7 separate regions of the Mus musculus genome follow, and all the other regions are linked to region 1. Evidence: chromatin contacts called from public capture Hi-C and promoter capture Hi-C data. All regions are on one chromosome and are shown on one strand. The core of a region is the stretch at or near the end of the contact, and the rest is flanking DNA. Distances in the headings are between cores, read along the strand shown. Region 1 holds the start of Dynlrb1 (dynein light chain roadblock-type 1). Region 2 holds the start of Cep250 (centrosomal protein 250). Region 3 holds the start of Uqcc1 (ubiquinol-cytochrome c reductase complex assembly factor 1). Region 4 holds the start of E2f1 (E2F transcription factor 1). Region 5 holds the start of Eif6 (eukaryotic translation initiation factor 6). Region 6 holds the start of Chmp4b (charged multivesicular body protein 4B). Region 7 holds the start of Mmp24 (matrix metallopeptidase 24).

The links. Promoter capture Hi-C pulls out the DNA fragments that hold promoters and counts their contacts. Capture Hi-C pulls out chosen DNA fragments and counts their contacts.
Region 2: a promoter capture Hi-C map of adipose tissue shows a contact between it and region 1, with 2.5 times the contacts expected there. The contact joins the promoter of Cep250 here to the promoter of Dynlrb1 in region 1. A contact is called at or near these places in 1 of 39 promoter capture datasets (liver) and 2 of 9 other capture datasets (adipose tissue and liver).
Region 3: a contact with region 1 is called in a promoter capture Hi-C map of adipose tissue. The contact joins the promoter of Uqcc1 here to the promoter of Dynlrb1 in region 1. A contact is called at or near these places in 2 of 115 datasets of contacts at active chromatin or transcription factors (bone marrow-derived macrophages and embryonic forebrain) and 1 of 9 other capture datasets (adipose tissue).
Region 4: a contact with region 1 is called in a promoter capture Hi-C map of erythroid cells, with 10 times the contacts expected there. The contact joins the promoter of E2f1 here to the promoter of Dynlrb1 in region 1.
Region 5: a contact with region 1 is called in a capture Hi-C map of macrophages, with 3 times the contacts expected there. The contact joins the promoter of Eif6 here to the promoter of Dynlrb1 in region 1. A contact is called at or near these places in 1 of 115 datasets of contacts at active chromatin or transcription factors (memory CD8 T cells) and 2 of 9 other capture datasets (adipose tissue and macrophages).
Region 6: a promoter capture Hi-C map of liver shows a contact between it and region 1, with 2.7 times the contacts expected there. The contact joins the promoter of Chmp4b here to the promoter of Dynlrb1 in region 1. A contact is called at or near these places in 10 of 39 promoter capture datasets (the C10 cell line, cranial neural crest, frontonasal cranial neural crest and 6 more) and 2 of 115 datasets of contacts at active chromatin or transcription factors (large pre-B cells and memory CD8 T cells).
Region 7: a contact with region 1 is called in a promoter capture Hi-C map of hippocampal neurons, with 2.3 times the contacts expected there. The contact joins the promoter of Mmp24 here to the promoter of Dynlrb1 in region 1. A contact is called at or near these places in 7 of 39 promoter capture datasets (the HPC-7 cell line, HPC-7-derived erythroid cells, embryonic stem cells and 4 more), 2 of 484 Hi-C or Micro-C datasets (both in cortical neurons), 6 of 115 datasets of contacts at active chromatin or transcription factors (the 230-238 cell line, astrocytes, embryonic forebrain and 2 more) and 1 of 9 other capture datasets (embryonic stem cells).

What each region holds. Positions count from the first base shown.
Region 1 is chr2:155,234,913-155,238,139 of GRCm38.p6, reverse strand. It overlaps Dynlrb1 (dynein light chain roadblock-type 1), which reads right to left and starts at 1,607. Exons shown (of 4, transcript NM_025947.3): 1 at 1,523-1,607. The coding sequence starts at 1,525. Gm52565 (a long non-coding RNA gene) reads left to right here and starts at 1,637. Exons shown (of 2, transcript XR_003954076.1): 1 at 1,637-1,732.
Region 2 is chr2:155,954,976-155,958,202 of GRCm38.p6, reverse strand. Cep250 (centrosomal protein 250) reads right to left here and starts at 1,645. Exons shown (of 33, transcript NM_001130000.1): 1 at 1,546-1,645.
Region 3 is chr2:155,928,588-155,931,814 of GRCm38.p6, reverse strand. It overlaps Uqcc1 (ubiquinol-cytochrome c reductase complex assembly factor 1), which reads left to right and starts at 1,505. Exons shown (of 10, transcript NM_018888.4): 1 at 1,505-1,802. The coding sequence starts at 1,779.
Region 4 is chr2:154,568,313-154,571,539 of GRCm38.p6, reverse strand. It overlaps E2f1 (E2F transcription factor 1), which reads left to right and starts at 1,648. Exons shown (of 7, transcript NM_007891.5): 1 at 1,648-2,051. The coding sequence starts at 1,806.
Region 5 is chr2:155,825,462-155,828,688 of GRCm38.p6, reverse strand. Eif6 (eukaryotic translation initiation factor 6) reads left to right here and starts at 1,764. Exons shown (of 6, transcript NM_010579.2): 1 at 1,764-2,362; 2 at 2,479-2,564. The coding sequence starts at 2,256.
Region 6 is chr2:154,655,490-154,658,716 of GRCm38.p6, reverse strand. It overlaps Chmp4b (charged multivesicular body protein 4B), which reads right to left and starts at 1,691. Exons shown (of 5, transcript NM_029362.3): 1 at 1,346-1,691. The coding sequence starts at 1,535.
Region 7 is chr2:155,773,633-155,776,859 of GRCm38.p6, reverse strand. It overlaps Mmp24 (matrix metallopeptidase 24), which reads right to left and starts at 1,518. Exons shown (of 9, transcript NM_010808.4): 1 at 1,223-1,518. The coding sequence starts at 1,387.

The sequences.
Region 1 (3,227 bases), core at 358-2,857:
CCAGTCTGTTTCCTTCTCAGTTGCTTAGTTTTCTGGGACTAAAAAAAGTAATTAAAAGCACTGGATATTCTTCCATATAGGAGTGAATTTGACTCCCAGCACTTATATGGTGGCTCACAGGCATCAGTAAATCCAGTCCCCATCTGATGCCTCTCCAGGCACATTATACATAGACATGTATTCACTAAGCAGCAGGCTGCAGCTGTCAAAATGGCTGCACCTCTGCTCCTGCCTCAGCCTATAGCCCTCACTGGAGCTGCCTCAGCCATCAGGAGGTACCCCTGGTACCATGTCCTCTCTGGCCTCCCCAAACATCTCAACAGTGATGGCAGCTGCCTGCAGTTGGGAAGGCCTTCCCATCCTAGCTCAATGGTCCTGATGAAGGAAAAGGGGGGCAAAAAAACCCCACCAATGCCTGGACAGGAAAACCTACCAATCCCAGAGCTCCCCCAAATCCCAACCAATTCTCACTCTGGAAATCTCTGCCCTGAGAAGCTCTGCCACCTAAGAAATCCTACTTAAGACTTCTTCTTTGTTTGGTGTCCTGCTGCCCACTTCCCAGAGCAGAGACAGCCACCCCAGGATTCATCCCTCCACACCCTGGATTTGTCCCTGCAATGAGACTCCTGAACTACCCGGCTCAGCTGGGGATACCCTCCCTGCTGTTGAGGAGACTTCCTCTCAGAGTTGTGTGCTTCCTGGCCCCGTGTCTCAGTATGCCCTTCCATGGGACACCTTCTCCCCTCAGAGCTGTGTGGTTCCTGGGCTTCCGTGGAGTGCCCACGAAACCCTTCTTTAGCAGCAGGAACACTTAACAATACATACAAGCAAAACACTACTTATATACATAAAATATTTAACTTTAAAAACAAAAATAGCTTGGGCGTTTTATATCCTAAGCTGCCCTCCAACTTCAAATCCTTTTGCTTTTGCCTTCGCCTTCCCAGAGCTGGAATTGCAAGCGTGCATCCGTTGTAAATAAAATTCTGAGGTTTGGTTTAACGACGGAAAAGGCCTTATAAATTCTGTACACTTGTGAGGGTTGAAAGCACCACCCTGACCCCCGTGGGGTGGACCTCGCCGGTACCTGACCCCAACGCCAAACTGAACCCACAGGCAGCAGTCAAGCCTGCAGAGTTCGAATCCCGGGGATCGCTGCCTTAGGATTCCAAGTGTGAAGATGGCCCTAATGGCCGTACCTACTTCCCAGAGCGGAGGAGGAAAGGCCATGCACGTAAGCGCTTACGCCCAGGGTGCCTGCCATATGCCGGACTTCAGAAAACGTCGCAGCCCGGCCGGGGTCTCCCAACACTGACCAAAAAGCAAAACTGTACTCGAGCCGGAGGGCGGGCCTCCGGGGCGACCCCTCACAGACCAGCTTCCGGTCGCTCCGCCTCGGCTGGGACTAAAGGCCCGCATCCCCGGGTCCCGCGGGGCGACGCCCAACGACCAGAACCCCTACCGGGGGATGGTCACGCCGGGTGGCCGCAGCCCGCTACCGCCGCCTTGGGTGGACACTCACCATCTCGGACGGATCCTGCAGCTCCGAATCGCCAACACTTAGCCGCGTTCCCCGCCCTTCTGAGCCTGCGCACAGTCCTTTGTGGAGACGGACAGATCGAGCAGCCTATCAGGAGCCAGCAGTGATGGGCGGGCTGACGGGAGTCAACGAAGCAAGGACTCAACCCTTTGGGAAAGAAGGAAGCTGCTGTGGAGAATTTCCTCTCCATCGGTGAGGACGAGTTGTCATGTCTTGGCGTGTTTTCAGTATTCAATCCAGGTCCCTGGGCTGAGGCCAACTGTTGCTGAACTAATTCCCTTTGGCCCAGATTGAGGCAGAGAGCAGGAACCTAAATGAGCTGAGGACATGGGCAGCCCCGAGGTTGGGCATCTCATGAACAAGCTCTGGGATGAATTAGTCAAGGCTGTCCTGGGCGTGTAAGATGTGGGGTCGCGAGCTCCACCGCATGCCTGTGTTTCTTGAAAGAAACTTTTTTTTTTTTTTTTTTTTTTTTACTTCTTTGCCCTGCCAGTTTCTCACCTCTTTAGAGGACCAGTTCTCCCAAAGACCTGTCTTGTCCTCTGGTCATTGTGTACTCTTGCAGGCTATGAAAAATATCCGGGTTTCTAGCAGAAAACCTAGCTTAAAACACTGGCATGTAACGAACCTTTGTCGCAGGAAAGTCGCATAGCTTACTTCAATAGCCTCACTGTGTGATTGGCACCTCCACTTTCTTCACGAACGTTTCTTCCCGCAATGGGACTTGCTGACACCAAGCCTGATGATCTGCTTCCAGAGTTTCATGGCAAGTACCTTTTCCTCAGTGAGGTTTGCATTAAGAGTGCAGCAGGCATCACTAAATCAGACCAAGGATAACGGTATCTGTATTGATGTCCTGTGCACCTAGTATGATGGACTAAGGGAACATGACCTCCCTGGCATTTGCCACTAAAATCCAATCTTAAGAAAATTAAACCCATATTGAGGGATATTCTCTAAGGCAATCGTCTTCAACCCTCCTAATACTCTGATTTTTATTTATTTATTTATTTATTTATTTTTGTTTTTCGAGACAGGGTTTCTCTGTATAGCCCTGGCTGTCCTGGACCTCACTTTGTAGACCAGGCTGGCCTCGAACTCAGAAATCCACCTGCCTCTGCCTCCGGAGTGCTGTGATTAAAGGCGTGCGCCACCACGCCCGGCATACTCTGACCTTTTAATTCAGTTCCTCAGGTTGTGGTGACCCCCAACCATACAATGATTTCGTAGCTACTTCATGACTAATTTTGTTACTGTTATGAGTTGTAATATAAATATCTGATATTCAGGATATCTGATATGCTACCCCAAAGGGGTCATGACCCACCCACATGTTGAGAACCACTGCTCCATGGCATTGAACAGCACTCTCTCCAAAAGGATGTACTGGGCTGAGGAGGATCTCAAAGTCAATCAGGTCTGGTTGGCACACAGCTGTAATCTCAGCACCTGGAAGGCTGAAGCAGGATAGCAGGTTCTAGGCCAGCTTGAGCTTCACAGATGGATGCTTGTCTCCAAAGCAGAAACATAAGCAACCCCCAACAAAACAAAATCTCAAGGTCATGAAAGATGATGAATGGCCACAATGAGAACAGTGGACTCTGAGTAGGGGGTGTAATTAAGGTGCTACCACACTACTTTGTTAGTTTCGATAACTGTACCAGATCAGCTGGGGCAATGCTGGAGA
Region 2 (3,227 bases), core at 396-2,895, 720 kb before region 1:
CATACACATAATTAAAACAAAATTTTGTTGTTGTTTTTTGTTTGTTTGTTTGTTGTTTTTCGAGACAGGGTTTCTCCGTGTAGCCCTGGCTGTCCTGGAACTCACTTTGTAGACCAGGCTGGCCTCAAACTCAGAGATCCGCCTGCCTCTGCCTCCCAAGTGCTGGGATTAAAGGCGTGCGCCACCACACCCGGCTTAAAACTAAATATTTTTTACATGGGAGCATGGTTCCACAGGTAAGGAGTTGGCCTAATGATTCTAACCCACACGAAGGCTAAAGACATCTCCACAACGTCCTCTATAGCCTTCACGTGTCCACCAGGCGCAACTGGTTAGTAGCAAAGCGGAAATCAAAGTCTAATTCAATTCCAAATTCTATTCTCATTTCATTAGCTGCCAAAATCAAAAAATATAAAACTCACAGCACTGCAGAGCATTTCCTAAGGGGAATGAATTAATGACATCCACACCTGAAGCTTTCTGAGGTAATTTGAGCAAAATGTGACAATATGTTCCTGCAGCACAGGGTGTAGATGTACCAGTAAGACAGTGCAGAGCTGGCCTTGATTTTTGTTAAGAAAACTATCGATTTGGTAATATTATCAATCCTACTTCATAAGCTTTCTCAGGGCCCAGCCTAGACTCACAGGCCTGAAATCTCAACACTGACTGGCTGCATAAGACGCTGGGTTAAAAAAAAAAGCAGCCCTTTTATTGAAACGTGAGTTGCAACCCTGACCTCCATATCTTACAGGCTAACGTATAAACAGCAAACTAAAGGCAATCTAGTTAAGTCATAATATTCGTAGGGGGTTCTAGCTCATTGTGAAACTTGATTTATAAGTGCTTGTTTCTTCGTGCATAAAACGTGAATATACAGAACGCACACCATAGATCGCTGCATGGATTAAAGGGGCCTTTGTAGGTAATGCATTTAATAGAGCTGTCATCTTTCGACTATTCAGTAACTTTTTTTTAGTTACTAGTAGTCATCATAGGGCATAAGAGTTGAAAAAAAAGGACATGATTTCTAACAAGCCCAGAACAAGAAAGAGTGGCAGAACACTGACTTGGGCAAAGTTCGCAAAAGGCAAGAATCTGATCAGTTGAGCCTGGAGCAGGCCTCAAGAAAGATTTTTAAAGAAGTGATCTTTGAGTTCTGAAAAATCAAAGTTCTGATAATGGGGCAGTGGGCTGAGAGCGGACTTTCAGGGGAAGATCACATGCAAAGCCGTATGAGCACAGGGCGCTGCAAAACTCCCGGGTGCACGGAGCGTGATCCGCAGGGCGCGCAGCATCTCATCCCGTCAGCTCCGGGCTACGACAGTGGGCCACCCGAGTGTGAGGTTCTCTGGGCGGCGGCTGCAGCAGGAAACTGAGGCAGGCAGGCCCCGACCACTGGGACAGGTCCCAGCCCCTCTCTGGGCCCGGGGTGCCTCCCGGGATACAGGAAGCCGCTGTCCAGGCGACATCCCCGCGGGCGCCCAGGCCCTGGACCTCGGACCGTTACGCTCAGCGCCTCCCGCCTGCCCCTGCCCACCTCACCAGAGTCGGTTCCCGGGGATCCCGAAGCGCTCCGCAGCTACCGAGGCCGCTGCAGCAACCTGCAGGCCCGGCCTGGGGCCGCCCTCAGTCTGGAGGCCAGGCCCCGCCCGTCAAACTCCCGCCCTTTCGTGGGGAACCGCCCAGCCCAGTCCAGCCGAGCGCCGGGAATGAGTGCGCCGCTGCAAACCTCTCGCCATATTAAGTACTGGCAGCCAACTTACTAGAGAAGCCCAAAAGGAAAGGGGGGGATATAGTGAGACCAAGGTCGCTCTCCAAAAGTAAAGACAGTCACCGTCTCTGAATTCTAGCACTGAACGTTCTGAGGTGGAGAAGAAACACTCGCCCGTAAGCTCCCGCCTGTGGCTTCAGAGTTAAGTACTGCGCATGCGTGTAGCCAAGGTCTCGGTGCACCTGCGCACTGTCTCACCAACAAAGCCAAGTACAGTAACTGGGTGAAAGCACCTAGCTCCAGTTAAATCTGGGCAAACGAATGTCTCAGCTTTAGATCTTTACTGATCCTCCACGCAGCCCCAGGAAACAGAACATTCGCAAACAACTGTGTCGTTGGCTACTTTGTCCGGTTATGACTACCGCTACTTGACTGCGTTCCGCTAGGAACGGGGAGTTATTTTGATAATATATTGTACAATCATTATTGACGCATTTTCTTAGCATTGATTTTTTTCATTTATTTATTTATTTATTTTGGTTTTTCGAGTCAGGGTTTCTCTGTGTAGCCCTGGCTGTCCTGGAACTCACTCTGTAGACCAGGCTGGCCTCAAACTCAGAGATCCGCCCGCCTCTGCCTCCCAAGTGCTGGGATTAAAGGCGTGCGCCACCACTGCCCGGCTTTTCTTTCTCTTTCTCTCTTTCTCTCTTTCTCTCTTTCTCTCTTTCTCTCTTTCTCTCTTTCTTTCTTTCTTTCTTTCTTTCTTTCTTTCTTTCTTTCTTTCTTTCTTTCTTCCTTCCTTCCTTCCTTCCTTCCTTCCTCCCTCCCTCCCTCCCTCCCTCCCTCCCTCCCTCCCTCCCTTCCTTCTTCCCCTTCTTTCTTTCTTTCTTCCTCCCTCCCTCCCTCCTTTCTTTCTTCCTCCCTCCCTCCCTCCCTTCTTTCTTTCTTTCTTTCTTTCTTTCTTTCTTTCTTTCTTTCTTTCTTTCTTTCTTTCTTTCTTTCTTTCTTTTGTGTGTGTGTGAATTTTTTATTCATTTATATTAGTACACTGTAGCTGTCTTCAGACACACCAGAAGAGGGCGTCCGATCCCATTACAGATGGTTGTGAGCACCATGAGGTTGCTGAGAATTGAACTCAGGACCTCTGGAAAAGCAGTCACTGCTATATAACCCCTGAGCCATCTCTCCAGGCCAGCATTAAATTTTTATTTGATTCCCAGTTGGTTATAATTTTAGTAGAGACAAAACAAACAAATAAGCAAAAACAAAGAAATGAATCATCTCAGTATATACCAAGACACGAGGTGGGACTTGACACTTCGATTCAATTCCTGAAGACTCAGTAGACCAAAGGTGAAGCCAGGAATCTGCATTCTTGCAAATACCCCAGATGATTATGCACTATGGGAACTACACGAGACAGAGTCCTTCTTGGGCATCTGTGACTCTAGCACACAGTACAAGGCCATCTGATACAAAACAGATGCCCAGAAGTGTTGAGTGAACTAATTAA
Region 3 (3,227 bases), core at 256-2,755, 690 kb before region 1:
AACTCAGGCAGTCAGTGCTCCTAACCACTGAGCCATCTTTCTAGCCCAGAGCATGTTTTTTTTTTTTTTTTTTTTTTTCTTTTCTTTTTTTTAGGCAGAACCCATTTCCTGGCATTTCCTCAGCAGCTGCAGGGGTCCCTCACATAAGCAAGCAGTTTAACAGAAGCTGGGGTAAGCAGTTAGCTGGAGGGGGAGGTTGGCACAAGCAGGAGCCAAGACAGGTTAACTAGGGCATCCTGACCTTGGGTTCCTAGAATAGAGTTGGGTAATTTCCCACAGGAGTCTCCATCAAGGAGATCAAATTCTAATTAAACCTGAAATGGCCTCAGCAAGAATACAAGACGGAGGAATTGCTCCATTGTCTTACTCTGTCACAAGGTTAATTTAGTCATTTCACACGCAAACATTTAAAAACCAGAAACTCGATAAATATACAGAATTTTGCCAGGTGTGGTAGCAGTTGGGAGACAGAGGCAAACCAAACCAAACCAAACCAAAATTGAGAGGCTGGACATAGTATCATAGGCACTCAGGAGATGAATGCATTTCAAGGCTAGCCTCAGCTACATAGAGCCTGAGGTCAGCCTGGGCTACATCAAATTTTATTTAAAAGGGAGAAAGAAGGGGGCAAAAGATCACCCTGAATCCCACTTTACCTCTCAGTTTCTCCTATAGGCTTTATCCTGCTAAGCTGGCCAAGTAATCACCCATATTGTTTTTATTAGCTATTTATTGTTTCCTTCATATCAGGTGTTTTTTTGTTTGGTTGGTTTTTTTGTTTTTGTTTTTTTACGAGTTGTCTGCCCAGACCTACGCTACCGGTACTTGCCCCACTAACTCACAAGCTCCTCAGCGTTGTCCACACCTTTTTGGTATCCAGTGCAGGCTAAATGAACACTGAATACTCAGTAGGTCTTTATTGACTGGTGGACAGGAAGTGCTTCAGCCTCTAAGCTCTGGCTCCTGGTCAGTCACTGAAGCAGCAATGTCTTCTCTTGTCCACTTCTCATGGGATGTAAGCGTTCTTTGACTGAGACAATCTACTTGCCCATTGCCACAGACAACTCCTCGCATCCTTCTTTCTCCTCAATTACTAATTTTGCTTTGTTTGTTTGTTTGTTTTGTTTTGGAGCCAAGGGTTTCTCCTGGCTGTCCTGGAACTCACTCTGTGGACAAGGCTGTCTTCTAACTCAGAGATCAGCCTGTCTGTGCCTCTTGAGTACTGGGGTTAAAGGCGTGTGCCACAATGCTTGGCCTTCCTTTACTAAGTCTTTCCTATCAGTCAGTATTCAAAGATGTGTTACAGCCAAGCACGAGCCTCAAGCTCCTCTTCTGTCGAGCGTCAGGTCAGTACTTGACCACCTCCTTTTCTGGCTTTCCAGGACTGTGCCCTTAGGTTCTCAGACTCCCAGGCCTCTTTTTTAACTATTGGGAAGTCTGAGCCTTGTGGTCTCCTGGGGGCGGAGTCAGGAAAGAAATGGCTGTTAGGGGTTAACGGAAGGATGAGAGGGATGTGAGAGGCCAGGCCGGGGTGTGTGTAGAGGAAGAACGTGAGCCCTTGTGACGCGCAGCAGCGACTTAAGACCGGCGAGGAGTCTCGCGTCCTGGAACCTCATTCAGATCCACGGCAGGAAAACCGCGGGTGCGCAGTTGCGAAAACTACGCCTGCGCCGCCTCCAGAGCCTGACTACCTTTAGCAAGGGGACAGCGGCTGAGTGGGTGGTGACAATCGGGATTCCGGAAGCCCACCTTTCACCCGGAAATGATTGTGGAGGAACATGGCGTTGCTGGTGCGAGTCCTTGTGAGTGCAGGAGTACTTTTCTAGAGACGCACGCGCGTCTCCAGGTTGGGCTTGGAGAGGGCGGGGCGGGAGGAGCTGGGGAGAAATGGGGGAGCCTGTGCTGTAGCTCCTTTGCGTGGTCGCCTTTCCCCAGGGAAACTGAAGCACCTTTCCACTTCTCCTTACCCCTGTTTTGGCCTTGACTCCACCTTTTTAGAAGGTAGTGGCCTCGGATCTTTATGTAATGAGGATCGTTCTTCAGGATAAAAACACGTGGGGCACTGACTGGAATAGGGGGTTGCGGGGAAGACCGGGGGAGGTGGGTCCAGTCCATGACTGTCACTGTGCAGTGTGACCTTGAGTAAGATACTGGATGGTCCCTGGTCCATGTGAAAAATAAGGACATTTCTCTGTTACAGGCCCCTTTGGATTCTGAGGTTTAGTTTGTTGTAGAAACTTTAAATGAATTTTTACTTGTATAGTTCAGTGGAATGCACAAGTTATTAGAGCAAAAGCTGCAGGAGAAACTGCCCCGTGGCTTTCTCTTTGCCCAGCGTATTTGGCCCAACCTAACACTTGTTGAATGAAGGAAGGAAAGACTTCTAGACTGGTTCTAAGTCTCGTGGGGAGCTCTGTTCAATTCCCACCTGAGATTTGGTCTTAAATCCTCTGGTCTTAAATCCTCTTTAGAGTCACTACTGACTTCTAGGACGGGTTAAGAAAATGACAGAGTGGAATTGGTCCCTACTCATGAAGACATGGGCAGTTTGTAATTTAAGTCAGGCATTTACAGAACTTGGTCAAGGGCACTGTTTTACATAGCAGACATTACTCCTGCCTCTGGCTGTCTTTTGCGTTGTCCATGTGTTTTGCATCAGTTCACTCTGCATTCTACTTAGATTCCTTGCCATCCTGGCAGACTGCTTCTTCAGTTGCTGCTCAAGAGGTTTTGTTTGAGAGGCATGTGCCTGTTACCCAGAGAGTGGTTCATTTGCTGGAGTAATTACAGATGCTAACTAAGGCAGAAGTGGAATTGAGCTCTGAGGGTGACTGGGGAAAATGGTCACTGGCCTGTTGTAAATTATTTATGTGTGCACATGTGCAGCGGCTCGTGTGTGTGTGTGTGTGTGTGTGTGTGTGTGTGTGTGTGTAGTGAGGGTTAATTATTATGCATGCTAGGTAAGGAGTTTACTGCTGAGCCCTACATTATTTTTAAAGACAGATACTTTGGTGGGAGAAAGAGCAGATTGGGCCAGAGACTGAAGTGAACACCTGGATTTACCGTGGCGATTCTCGGACAGCTCTCTTAGATTTCTAGTTCCTCAGCGTTGTAGGGATTGTTACAGGTTCATTTCTTTGCTGATAGCATCCATAAAAACTATCTCTCATCGACCCTCTATTAGGTGGGCCTATTTTTCTATTTCCTGTTTATCTTTCTTGGTACAA
Region 4 (3,227 bases), core at 399-2,898, 670 kb after region 1:
GGAGGCGGATGCAGGAAGGTAACATTGATTCAGTTTGAGCTACTACATAGCAAGATACTATCGCTTTAAAGAAAAAGGGGGGGGGGCGGAGCAAACCAGACATTGTGGCCCCACCCATTCAACTCCAGCACTGGAGGCTGGAGCAGGCAGATTTAATGATGTTCCAGGGCAACCAGAGCCAGATGAGACCCTGTCTCTAAACACAAACTAAAAACCCACCCCTCCCAATCAAAACAAACCAAAAAAAAAACAAGAAGGGGAGAGGGCGGCCTGGCTGGGGATTGATTCTAAATTGGCCAAACCGGGGTGGTTCAAAGTTAACCCGTGCCTTGGTGTTTCTGGGCCCTGGAACATCACAGCCCCCTTATTGCGTCCTTGCTCACCTCTGCCCTCAGCCTCCAATTCTCTCATACCCAGAAAGGGCCTGAGAAGCAGCCCCTGCTAAGCCAGCTCAGAGTAATGTGGTCAGAGTTGGGGCCAAGATTAAGTAGCATGAAGCATGGAGAAAGTAACCCGGCTTGAGAGCTCCCTGTAGCTTACACTGGACCTGGGGACTTGAATATTGTCAGCTACTTACTCTCTTCTTGTGGTCATCTCCCCCACCCCCAAGGACAGGAAGTTTGTGGGTCTTGTTAAACCTTTCATGTTTCTATTCCCAGTATTGGCAAGATGCCTAGTAGAGAGGACCACAATGCTGATCAGACGGGCTGACCCCAGCAATCAGAAATGCTGATGGAGGACCTCTGGATTAAAGGCACCACCATACGCACCCTCCTCGCCCCTGCACCTCCCTATGAGAGGAGATACTTTAATGGACCAATCTCTTCACATTGCAAACATCTGCTGCTTCTGTGTTTCCTTTTTTTCCTTTTCACTAAGTCATGAGTCAAGGTCTGGACTGAGGATGGGACAGTGAACGCTCTCAGGCGTTTTTTTTTTTTTGAGATCAGGGTCTCACTGTGTAGTTCTGGATGACCTGAACTGGGAAGATCCGCCTGCCTCTGCCTCCCAAGTGCTGGGATTAAAGGCAGGCGCCATTGTGGAGTGACCAAATGAATGAACGCTAACTGGGCTCTGGCTACGAAAGAAATTTCAGTAAAAAGACACTGAGATCAAAGCCACACATCCCTTACTCATTTCCTGGCTCCCCTCTTGGGCTTGGCTTCTGGGTGACAGGATAGGGAAGAAAGCATGATGTGAACTAATGGAATAAATGGATCTTAAGACCGGAGATGTGGCTGAAGCGAGCTTTGGAGGTGAGCCTGAAGAGGCAGTCTCTGGGCTGTAAACTGAGGGGGTGGAGACCACAGGTTGAGAGTTTAGGGGGTCATGTGGAGACTGCGGGACGTGCAGAACCGAGTACGAAGTTTGTTCGCTTCGCCAGACCCGCCACCCATCGAGTGGGCGGTGAAGGGGCGGGGCCCATTGCCCACGCCTCCTGCAGGGCACGGCGAGAGGCAGAGGGGAGAAGGCGCCCGGCACCGCCCGGACAAAGCCTGCGCGCGCCCCGCCCCGGGATTGGCCACCCCGCCCCTGGTCCCACCCTCCGTCTCCTGCCCCGCACGCCGCAACCAATGCTCGCCATCGGAGCCTCCGTCGTCACAGCCGCCCCGGCCAATGGAGGAGGCGTTCGGCGGCGCGTGGCTCTTTCGCGGCAAAAAGGATTTGGCGCGTAAAAGTGGCCCGGACTTTGCAGGCAGCGGCGGCCGGGGCGGAGCGGGATCGAGCCCTCGCCGCGGCCTGCCAGTCATGGGCCCGCGCCGCCGCCGCCGCCTGCCTCCCGGGCCACGCGGGCCGTGAGCGCCATGGCCGTAGCCCCCGCGGGCGGCCAGCACGCGCCAGCGCTGGAGGCCCTGCTCGGGGCGGGCGCGTTGCGGCTGCTCGACTCCTCGCAGATCGTCATCATCTCCACCGCGCCCGATGTCGGCGCCCCGCAGCTCCCCGCCGCGCCGCCCACTGGCCCTCGCGATTCTGACGTGCTGCTCTTCGCCACGCCGCAGGCGCCCCGACCCGCGCCTAGTGCACCGCGCCCGGCTCTCGGCCGCCCGCCGGTACGGACCCTAGGCGCGGGCGGGGGAGGGGACGGGCTGCTGCGCTGGGCGGCGCGGAGCCTGGGCTGGGCCTCGGGGCTCCGCCCCGGGGCGCGCATTGACTGACTGCCTTGCCTGTCTGTTTGCTGAGCCTCGCTCCGGGCCTCGGCGTCTTCACCGGAGCGTCGGAACCATTAATGATTGTGTCTCACGTGTATCCAGCTGGTGCTTGCTTAGTGCACGCTCAGGCTTTGGCACCAAATTCCCAATTCTGGTGTGAGCTGGGTGTTGTCACGTGCCCATCTGCCAGAGGGAGGAACTGAGGCCCAGAGATGGGGAAGTGCTTCACGCAGCTGCAGATGGTGGGGCTGATATTTGAACTGATGTCTGCTGGCTTGCTGCAGAACCTATGGCTAGGGAGTGCGCACAGTTGCTTGTTGGAGGTGAGAGAGGGTGACTGTTAGAGACATCTTCGGGAGATCCTCCTTAGTAGCTCTGCCAGGTGCAGGCCTGGCCTTCCAGGCCTCTGGGGATAGGCCTCTTGATTGGGAGGCCTTCTCTGCAGGGGCGGGGTGCTGGGCCAGCTGCTGCAACCCTTCCTTTGCCTGTTCTTCCATCTGCCACCCTTCCAGCTCCTGGTTGCCATGGAACTTTATTAATCAGGCGGACAGACCTCTGAGCCTCTGGAAGACTGGGTGGGCTGGGCCCCTGAGAAGGGGCCTCCAGTTCCTGGAGAGAGAAGACGTGGGAGGGAGATCCCTGGATAAAAGTCTCTTCCTGATTCTAAGCAAGTAGCTCAAGACCACTTTAGGCAGGGGGCCTAGAAAAGGCAGCTGGGTACGAGGAGAGTGGAACTTGGATCTAAGCAGGGGCCAGCTCCGTGAGTGGGCCACTATCTTCATTGTAGGGGTGGAGTGGACAGGAGGGGCGAGGGCAAGGCCCAGTATCAGAGAAGAAGCTGTTCAACTCCTGATGGGGGTGTGGGTGGCAGCTGGTCCCTGAGGCATCTTAGAGTAGGCCCCTTACTCCCCTTGGCACAGCGCCCAGTGCTGCCTTCCTTCCGGAATCACCAAGATGCTAATAATAATAACAATAGCAACCACCATTGTTTTGAGGATGTTTTGTGTGCCAGGCTCTGTGCTAAGCACTTTACTCACTTAACCTTGTGGGCAGCCGTACACTTTGTCATCCTTTCAT
Region 5 (3,227 bases), core at 515-3,014, 590 kb before region 1:
GGTCTCTTGGCCTTGGCGCTCCCGTTATACTTCCTCTTACACTTGGTAGGACAGCCACATTCTCCACAGGTCAACTTCTGAAGGTGGTCGCCTTAGAGCCACAGAGGCAGCGCCGAGGTTTGTGCCTTATTGTGATGCCTTCCAAAGGATGATGCTCATTTTTGACATCTTGCTTCTGTCACAGAGGCCAAAGAGAACAGACGATTGATATTCTTCCCATTTTATAAGAATGGGCACTGAAGTCCAGAGCTTGGATGGTTAATTTGGAGGAAGATCCAATCAAGTGACAGGTTAGGGAATTCTGCCAGTCCATTGTCCTCTGGCTCTAAATCTGAATTTTGTTTGCCCAGACACAACACATAGAATCTGCAGTTCCTGTGTTTCTATGTACATAAAACATGGACACTACAAGGATGTTTCAGATGCCCGTACAGTACACAGAGAACAATGACTAGGTACACCCATAGATGCATAGAGCGAGTATACAGAGCTCTCTGATTAACTCAAAAATAAAACTTCTGTTGCAGGTACATAATCAATATGGTCTGCCTAAATGAATGGCCACAGAAAATTCAAGCTTCTAGTACACACTGCAGAGCCCCCCTGAGACTCAGAAACTATAAATACACATATGACTCTTCATCCTAACTCTGCACCAAGCTGTGCTCACAACCTCACCCTGAACATTCCCTAGAGCCGAAAGGCTACTTAGATGCAGATTCTGAGGGCTGAAGCTTAAAAGCACAAACCTCAGAGAACAAGACAGATGTATTAGATGAAAACTGTATTAGGGACAGAGGGTCATGGAGATAGTAGAGCGATCGACAAAGCTTATCAGAGAGAGGCTGACTTGGAGGCTGGTCTTGAAGGACAGGGGGAGAGCCAGGTGGAGGAGAGTTAAGAGTTCTTGGTAGAGTAAGCCAGAGAGTGGTGTGGGGCTCAATGAGCGGATCTGGGGTGAGCTGGGGGAGATAAGCAGAGCACGTAGTTGAACACTTAGACACAAACACACAGACCACCTTGCTGAATGTCTCTGGAAGCTCGGGCTGCAGCTGGTCATGGGTCTTTCTCCTGAACTTAGCACCTGCAGGAGACTGTGCATGGTACTAATCAATAAAGGCAATTGTGGCTAGACCCCGTAGCAATCTGATGTGTTCTCGGTTATGGGACTGTATGATGGGGCTGGGGAAAGGGCGCCGCGCCATTTATGCCCCTTTCAGATCAGATCTTCTTGGAGAAGAATGAATGGCATAAGACAGTCTGCGGTAAGTGATTCTCTGCTCCTTTTACCTTCCACTGTGGCATTCTGAGACACCCTGGGGACTTTTGTATATTCTACACTAGTTGAGACAAGTTTATTCTATGAAAATGGGCCATACCACTATCCCCAGGGCTGCTGATGGGGTGATAAACTGCGTGATAAACACATCAAGGAAGCAAGTCAGCTCTCAGATCTTTGCTTACCCTAGAACCCTTTCTCCTCCAATCTCTCCGTAACACATTTCCCCGTCTCCATTGTCTTCTTCAGCCTATGGTTCTTATGCCTCCTCCAACCACTTTATCCTGGTCTCTTGGTTGATCTCTATGCCAAATTTCAATCTTCAACCCTTGACCCTTGCCACTGGTCCAGATTCCCACTTCCGTCCGCGTGGCCGGGGTGTGATTATCCTCTTTCTCAAATCCGCCCTTTTCCCGTCCTTACTCGGTAAATAAAGCCCTCCAATCAATCCAGCTCCAACCAGACAACACCGGTTCCTCATTTCCTCATCTTTTCATTTGCCCAGCCTCAGGTTTGATTGATTATTCCTTCTAAAAAGACCCACTAGGAGGTGAAGCCAAAAACCTAAAGCAAGAAAACGTGCAGGAGGCGGGGTCGGGCGGAGTCACCTAGTAACCATCGAGTCCTCCCAAAGGGTGGGGCTAGAGTGACCAGCAGCTCCGCCCGGCTCCTGCGCGCTCCCGGAAGCGGGCCTGGGAGGAGGCGGAAACGGAAAGCTAGTTACGGGAGAAGTTGTTGCAGCGTGTAGACATTGGAGTCGCTTGGTGAGCTGTTGGGACTCTGGGCGGCAAAAGTCAGTTCCGGGTCGCAGGGCGAGAGGACTTGGGGCAGGAGAGCCAGGAGGGATCCGTCCGCACGCCCGGGCATCTGAGGGGCCCGAGAGGGCGGGGTTTGAGGAGGCGAGGCTGGTTGACCCGGCTCCGGAGTGGATCTGTCGGCCCAGAACCCGCAGTCGTGCTGCCCCCCAGCCTCTCTCATGGCGGTCAGAGCGTCGTTCGAGAACAACTGTGAGGTCGGTTGTTTTGCCAAACTCACAAACGCCTACTGCCTGGTGGCCATCGGAGGCTCAGAGAACTTCTATAGGTGAGGCGAGAGCTTCTGGTCCCGAGCCGCCGGGGCGGGAAGGGAAGGGAGGCGGAGAGCGAGAGGTCTGAAAAGAGCGACCCACCCCAGTAAGCAGCGAATCCGTGTTTCTACAGTGTGTTCGAGGGTGAGCTCTCCGATGCCATTCCCGTGGTGCACGCATCCATCGCCGGCTGCCGAATCATCGGGCGCATGTGTGTGGGTAAGGCGGGTGGAAGACGCCGAGGGACACAGCGAAGCACTCTGAGTCATTAGTTTCCTGGAGCTTACCCCCAGTGATCGGGGGATTCCCAGGCTTTCGGGCCCAGTGGACTTTGGAATCTGACGGGTGTGTGGGACTCGAACTGCAGATCAAGAACACTGTCTCTCAGACTTGAGAGTAGCCGGAGCGAAATACCATTAAGTGCTGGCTATCATTCTTGGTCTCGTTTTTCCTTCACAGGGATACTGGAAAGCATGGGTTGTCGCTCGGAACTATGTGACTTACAGAGTCCCACACCTAAGGGCGGAGGAGAGGATTTGCATCTCTCTCCTGCCTCTGAATATGAACAAGTTGCTTCTTGTTTTTGAGCATCAGTTTCTCCCTCAGGAAATAACTAAGGTCCCAGGTCACCCTGTTCAGCTGCATTTAATTCTTACAATTTCTTTTTTTGTTTGTTTTTTTTTTGTTTTTTTCGAGACAGGGTTTCTCTGTATGGCCCTGGCTGTCCTGGAACTCACTTTGTAGACCAGGCTGGCCTTGAACTCAGAAATCCGCCTGCGTCTGCCTCCTGAGTGCTGGGATTAAAGGCGTGCGCCATCACACCAGGCTAATTCTTACAATTTCTAACTACAACTCGAGTGTTGAGTGGCTCCCGACTTTTCC
Region 6 (3,227 bases), core at 442-2,941, 580 kb after region 1:
GACCTTGGCCCTCCTGCCTCCACCTCCCAGGTCTGAGCTTACAGGCTTTCAGGGACATGCACGGCTAGTACCTTTTCTTTAAAGCAGACATTGTTTGATATCCCTCTATGAATCAGACTGGATGTCCTGGGTACTCAGAATTCCCTCAATGTTTGCTATGATATTGGCAGAGGAGCAGCCCTCAAGATAGGTTATCATTGTGATACAAAACAAGCTAATGTTTCCCATGTTAGTTAAGCCCCTACTAGTACTGGATATTATAAACACTCTTAGGAGGATAAATCCACTAAAGGTCACAGTCCCGGAAGAAATTTCCCTGGTAACCTTCTGGGTTAAATACTTGTTTGCATGATTCCTAAGCCAGCCCCCCCCCCCCACCTCTCTCTATCTCTCAACTTCGGCCCACTCTCAAGGGGTGACCTGTCACGCTATGATTCATGCTCACATTGTTGTAACAAAAACACACATGAGCATTTTGACTTTCTTTACAGTCATTCACACATTTTCACATCCATCTCACTGAAGAAAACTACAAGGTACTTCCTAGACAGTTTCGATTCCTAGACAGGAAGCAAAGAAGCTTTCAAGTTCCAATCAACAACAGGACTGGGTCAACAGAGGCAGAGTCCTCGTCATTTCTGGTTCAGGAGGAACGGGGAAGTGGTGAGTCACAAGAGGGTAAGGCTTACAACACGGAAGCTCTGAGAATCACAGGGTTATCGACATCTTAGGTCTTCCAGTGGCCAGCTCCTAGCCGGTGGATGTGGAACTCAAAACTTAACAAGTACACTCAACAAGTGAACAGACAGAGCGGGTCCCAGAGGGTCTCTTCACTCCCCAGTTCTCTTTTTTCTCCATAAAGGAAGCTTCTCAAGAAGACTCCTAAGTCAGGGGCAGAAGGCAGCTCAGACGTCACCAAGGGCTCAGGAGAGGACAGAGGTGGACCAAGAAACACATAAATGATAGGGTGGGGCAAAGAAATGAACCAAGGTGGGGGTAGAGGCAGTGGCTGGGAAGATGGGTGAGGCCAAAGAGAAAAGAATACAATGGAACAGAGTGGAACAGACTGAGCAAAGTTAAAGTGCTGTGAGATCTGGGTCAGAAGAGGCCTGCCAGGGTAGGGAGAGTTTGAAGGGAGTCTGATGATGCAAGTGAACCGGCTCAAGGAGACCCAGAAGGAGTCAGATGGAAAGGGATCCCCGGCTCGGCTGGACAACGAAAGAAGTCTGGCCGGAGAGTTCCAGAGTCGAGAGAGACCCCGAAACGAGTTAGACAAAGTGGAGTCCGGGCCTGGGGAGCCTTAGGAGAGCCAGTGGAGAGTCTGATGGGGCCCCAGCCGTCTCACCGCGTTTATTTTTGGTGCCGTGCTTCTTGGCAGCCGTCAGCTCCTGTTCGATTTTCTTCTCCAGGAACTCCTGCTTCTTGCTTAACATCTCCTCCGTGTCCCGAAGCCGCTGGATGGCCTCCTGGGGGGTCGGGCCGCCCTTGCCCGCCTTACCCCCTCCAGCCCCGAACAGCTTCCCGAACACCGACATGGTTGCTGCTCGCCGCGCCGGCCTCCGGCGCCCACTCCGGCTCGGCTCGGCTCGGCTCGGCTCGGCTCCCGCGCCCACTCCCGGCCTGCCGCTCCCCGCAGCCGCAGGCCTCGCCTCCACCTCCGCCCCGCAGCTGGGCCCGGCCGCGCCACCTCCCACAGGCCCCCACGCCCGGGCCCGGCCGGCGTCAGGGCAACGCGCCGCTGACTACAGCTCCCAGAGCACCACGCGCCCGCAGCCCCTCGAGTCTAAGGGAGGACCGCGCGCTGCAAGCCGGGAGTCTGAGTTTTCCGGCTCCTGGCGTACTATGGCGCATCTTTTTAGTCTCGCAGAGGTCAAAGGGCAATGTGGCATGCTGGAAAATGTAGTCTCTTTGGAATGTGTTCCGTAGAGATGAAAGACCAGGAAGAGAAGAAATAACTATTACAAAAAGAGGGGTTCGTTGTGCTGGTCCGTGATAGAACCCTGGACCTAATTCACAGCACGGGAAGTAATAGTGATAACAACATCACTCATTTTCTATGATCTCTGGAACATAGTACTTTACAATCATAATCACATTTGATTCTTAAAGCAGTTTACAACAGATAATGCTGTTCCTATTTTGTGTGTCTGTTTTGGAACCAGACTTTCATGTAGCCTAAGCTGGCCTTGAAGTTCCTAAGGATCAGAGGCTGGCCTGTCTCTGCCTCTGAAGTGTTGGATCTGTGCTGTTCCTAATTTATATGTCAGTGAATCAAGCCCAGGAAACTGGCTGTCTAACTAGCTTACTTTACCAGACCGGTCAGTTCTCTCTACTTGGATGAGCTGTCATTCTCTTTATTCACCTAAGAGACCTTCTGAAACCTAAAATAGACTAACCACCTTGGCAGTGTAATTCAACAGCAAAGCTTCAAAATCAGCCTCGAATATTCATTTAGATACTTACTTCCTCTTGCTTTCCAAAGCTGTAAATTTGAAATTGTCACAAGTCCTCTTAAAAGAGTTTGTAAGTGAGATAGGAATATAAAGGGCCCAGCTGACTACAGGCACTCAAATAAAGATGTGTGTTTTAAACAGGACTTGGCAATTCATGCCTATAATCTCACATCTTTTGAAAGGCTGAGATAAGAGGGCTGCCATGTGGTGGCACATGCCTTTAATCCCAGAGGCAAAGGCAGAGGCAGGTAGATTTCTGAGTTATAGGCCAGCCTAGTCTACAGACTGAGTTCCAGGACAGCCAGGGCTATACAGAGAAACCCTGACTTGAAAAAACCTCCTGAATGTAATTGTATTTCTGGCACTGAAAAAAAAAAAAGAAAGAAAGAAAGAAAGAAAGAAAGAAAGAAAGAAAAAGAAAAAACCTCCTGTCTGTTTGAGTTCTGACCTGCTTTCATGATGATCAATGATATGGAAGTATAAGCTCAGTAAACCATTTCCTCCCCGAGTTGCTTTGGTCACAATAATAGTAAGACACTCTAGGAGTATAGAAAGTCATGTTTGGGGGGATTATATTAGAAAACTCAAATTTAACTTAAATACTCTTACCACACAATTGGCATCCGTCTCTGGGGAAGAATTTGAACCTACATTGGGACTCTTGGTTTTGTTGTTGTTGTTTTTTGGTTTTTTCGAGACAGGGTTTCTCTGTATAGCCCTGGCCATCTTGGAGCTCACTTTGTAGACCAGGCTGGCCTCGAACTCAGAAATCCG
Region 7 (3,227 bases), core at 269-2,768, 540 kb before region 1:
ATTATAAACCCTGAAGAGGCAGACTATTAGCTCGGCAAAGGATTCTTTCACACATCCTAAATTTTCTTTAAACATGTCATCTTTGGAGAGGCTGAGGAAATCGGGAGCTTCCCTTCTAGAAAAACACACATTTTTCACATATAAACACAAATTAGCAGAAAATTTCAGAGAATTTATGATCCCTTGAGTCCCTTGCCCAGTTAAAAACTGCTGTTCTGGCAGATTCTTCTAAACAGCCTGTCTACTTAACAAACACACTTCTCTCGGGATAATTCAGGCAATCACCAATTTCCTCCAGCAACGTTAACACTGGTTCAACATTATTTTTTTTTTTTTTTTTTAGAATTGCAGGCTTCTAGGCTGGGAGACAGCAACAAAATTAGTACAACTGTCCCGGACCTTATACGACATAATGTCCTGGCTTAAACATGAAACAGACTAGAGTCAAACCACTAGCTCTGTGACCTTGAGCGAATTGCTTAAGCTCTCAGGGTCTCTATCCTCATCTGTAAAATGGGGACAGGTGCTACAACAAGCTCACAGGATACATGCTGGGGTTAAATAAGCTAATTCCTATCAAACATAGCGCCAAGTCTGGCCCATAGTGCACGGTTGTTATTATGCATGTATCCATGCAGGCATTATGCATGCATCCATCCAATCCCCTCTTGGAGCTCCTACTTGCACATGCCAGTGATGAGCAGCTCACCGCCTCCTGGGCTGGCTGAGCACCTCCAATTGTTAAAAACTTCCTGCCTTGGGCCGAAATGTGCCTTCTTGTAATCCCCCACCCCCCACGGTCCGTTGGCCTCAGCTCTGCCCGGTGGGGCCACGCTGATCTCGCCTATCCCGACGGCCCTTCAGCTACCAAGACCGCGATCCGGTCCTTCCTCGCCCTCTTCCCTCCCCCTTCTCCAGCTCCAACATCCTCGGCTTCTCCTCCAGCCCACAACACACTGGCTGCGCTTACTATTTACTCCGAGGCGTACGGTTTCCCTCACACACAGCCTTGCAGGCCACACGCCCCACCGTCACCGCGGCCACCTCGACCCTCCGCTCCGCCCCCGCCCGCTGCCTCTGTCCGCGGTGCTGAACGGAGCCCGGCCCGCGGGCCCCGCCCGGCCCTCGCGCTGACCCGGCGCCAGGCACCCCGAACCAGGCCCGGTCGGTGCCGCCCCCTGCCCAGCCCCGGCCCCGGCCTCGACCCCGCGCGCCTGCCCACCTGCCCAGCGAAGGGCGCGTCCGCCCCGGCCGGCTTCCCGGCCCCCGCCGCCGCCGCGAGGCAGCAGAGCGCGGGCAGCAGCGGCAGCAGCCGCCCCGGGGCCCGCCAGCCGCTCCAGCGCGAGGCCTGGCCCGGCGCAGCGCGGCCGCCCCGGCTCCTCGGCATCCCGGCGGCGGGGGCCCGGCCGCCCGGCTGCGATGGCGGCGGCGGCGGCGGCGGCTCCGGCCGGGTCCTCCCGCTGCAGCCGCTGCGGAGCCGCCGAGTCACGGCGCCGCGGACGCGCGCCTGGCCCGCCTGCCGCCGCCGCCTCGGCCGCCGCGCGCCCCCGCCTCCGCGCGCCCCGCCCCGGCGAGGGGCGGCCGGGGGCGCGGGGGCAGCGCCCGAACGGGACCTGCGGGAGGCGGCAGCGGCGGGGCTGCGGGAGGCGCTCGCTCCAGGCCCCGGGTGCAAAGAGGGCAACCCTGAGGGAGGGTGAAGAGGCCAGATAAATAATTCTGGCCCTAGGGCGGCTGGCCGGGCCCCGGGTCTGTAACCCCAGGCTAGCCCTGGGGGAGAAGGGCTGAGGCTTAACACTGGAGAAAAGGGGTCTGGGGAGACCGCCGGGTTTGGAAGAAAACGAGCTCAAAAATGCTTGACATCGGAGAAAGGGTTTCGGGGGCTTAAGAGGGGTGGTGCTGAGAACCAAGAAGAGCAAACCTGGGCAGTGCTTCACTGGGGTCGGGAGACCCCTCTGGGAAGTTCGCTCCTTTACCCCTCAGAGGGAGAGGGATCACCCACCCCCTGAATGTCCCACATTTGTGGAACACCTTCTATGGAACACCAGCAGTGCCCTGGGCTTCTGGGGCTACTAAAGTGAAAAGGGAGGCTCCTGGGCCAAGGTGTAGAAGGTTACACCTAGTGAGAAACCGTAAGCACTGAGACAAACAGGATACCAAGTATCAGAAAGGATTCCAGGGGTCCCGGCTTAGGGAGGCCGGAGGTAGGTATGTAGGAGACAGTGGGGCTCTACCAATGCTCTGGAGGAAAGGCTGGAATTAAACAAGGGGGAGGGTCGGGGCAGTGTGTGTGTGTGTGTGTGGTGTCTGTGGGTCCCTATGGGGTGACTACAGAGATCTACAGAGATAATGTGTACGTTGTGGTTGTTTGGTAGTTTGGAGGTGTGGAACAGGGACATACACAGACCTGTGTGCAAGCACTGGCTCATCTCCGTTTTATAAAATGTTGCCCTCACTACTCCTGTGTACCGTCGTGCCTCAGAATTTAATAAGTGTTCCGTGTTAGTCCTCTCCCAAGGCAGAGCATGATGAGAGCCTCCATAAAAGGACACACAGATCCCAACACCAGCTACTAGTTATTGAATGCCTACTACATCCCAGGCATCGGGCTAAGCCCGTCACTGAATTATTCCTCCCGAAGTCCTGTGAGAAGCTCCGTGAAAACAGGTTGTTATCGTAAACCACTTTAGGATAAAGAGGAGGCTCTGGATAAGTTTGCCAAACATACATGATTCATAAGGGTGCAGCTGGAGTGCTCTGGCCTCAAAGCACATCTTGTCTGCTAGGATGGTAAAGGATGAGGTGACAAAGGACATGAAAGGAGGTGATGGGCAGTGCAGAAGGTGGACTATGGCATTTTCACAGATCTGGAGTCCTCCTGGCGAGGACTAGCCTGGGGGAGGTGGCAAGGAGCTAGGAGTTAGACCTCTGGAAACTGGGAGCTACTGCACGGTCTTAGAGATGGGTGGGCACAGGGATGAGTAGAGAAGAAAAGATAAAGTGTGGCAGGCGCCCAAAGAGCAGAGTAGGAAAAGAGCAAAGGGCCAAGGGCCCCATCTGGACACAGCCAAAGGAAGAGCCTAGCGAAGCAGACAAAAGACTGAATGAAGCAGGGCTGGTTGGGCTGGAGGGATGGCTCTGTGGATAAAGAGTTTTCCATACAAGCTTGAGTCCTGAGTTCAGATCCATCCTAAAAGTCAGTGGTGTGTCTGTGATCTGAGCACTGGTGG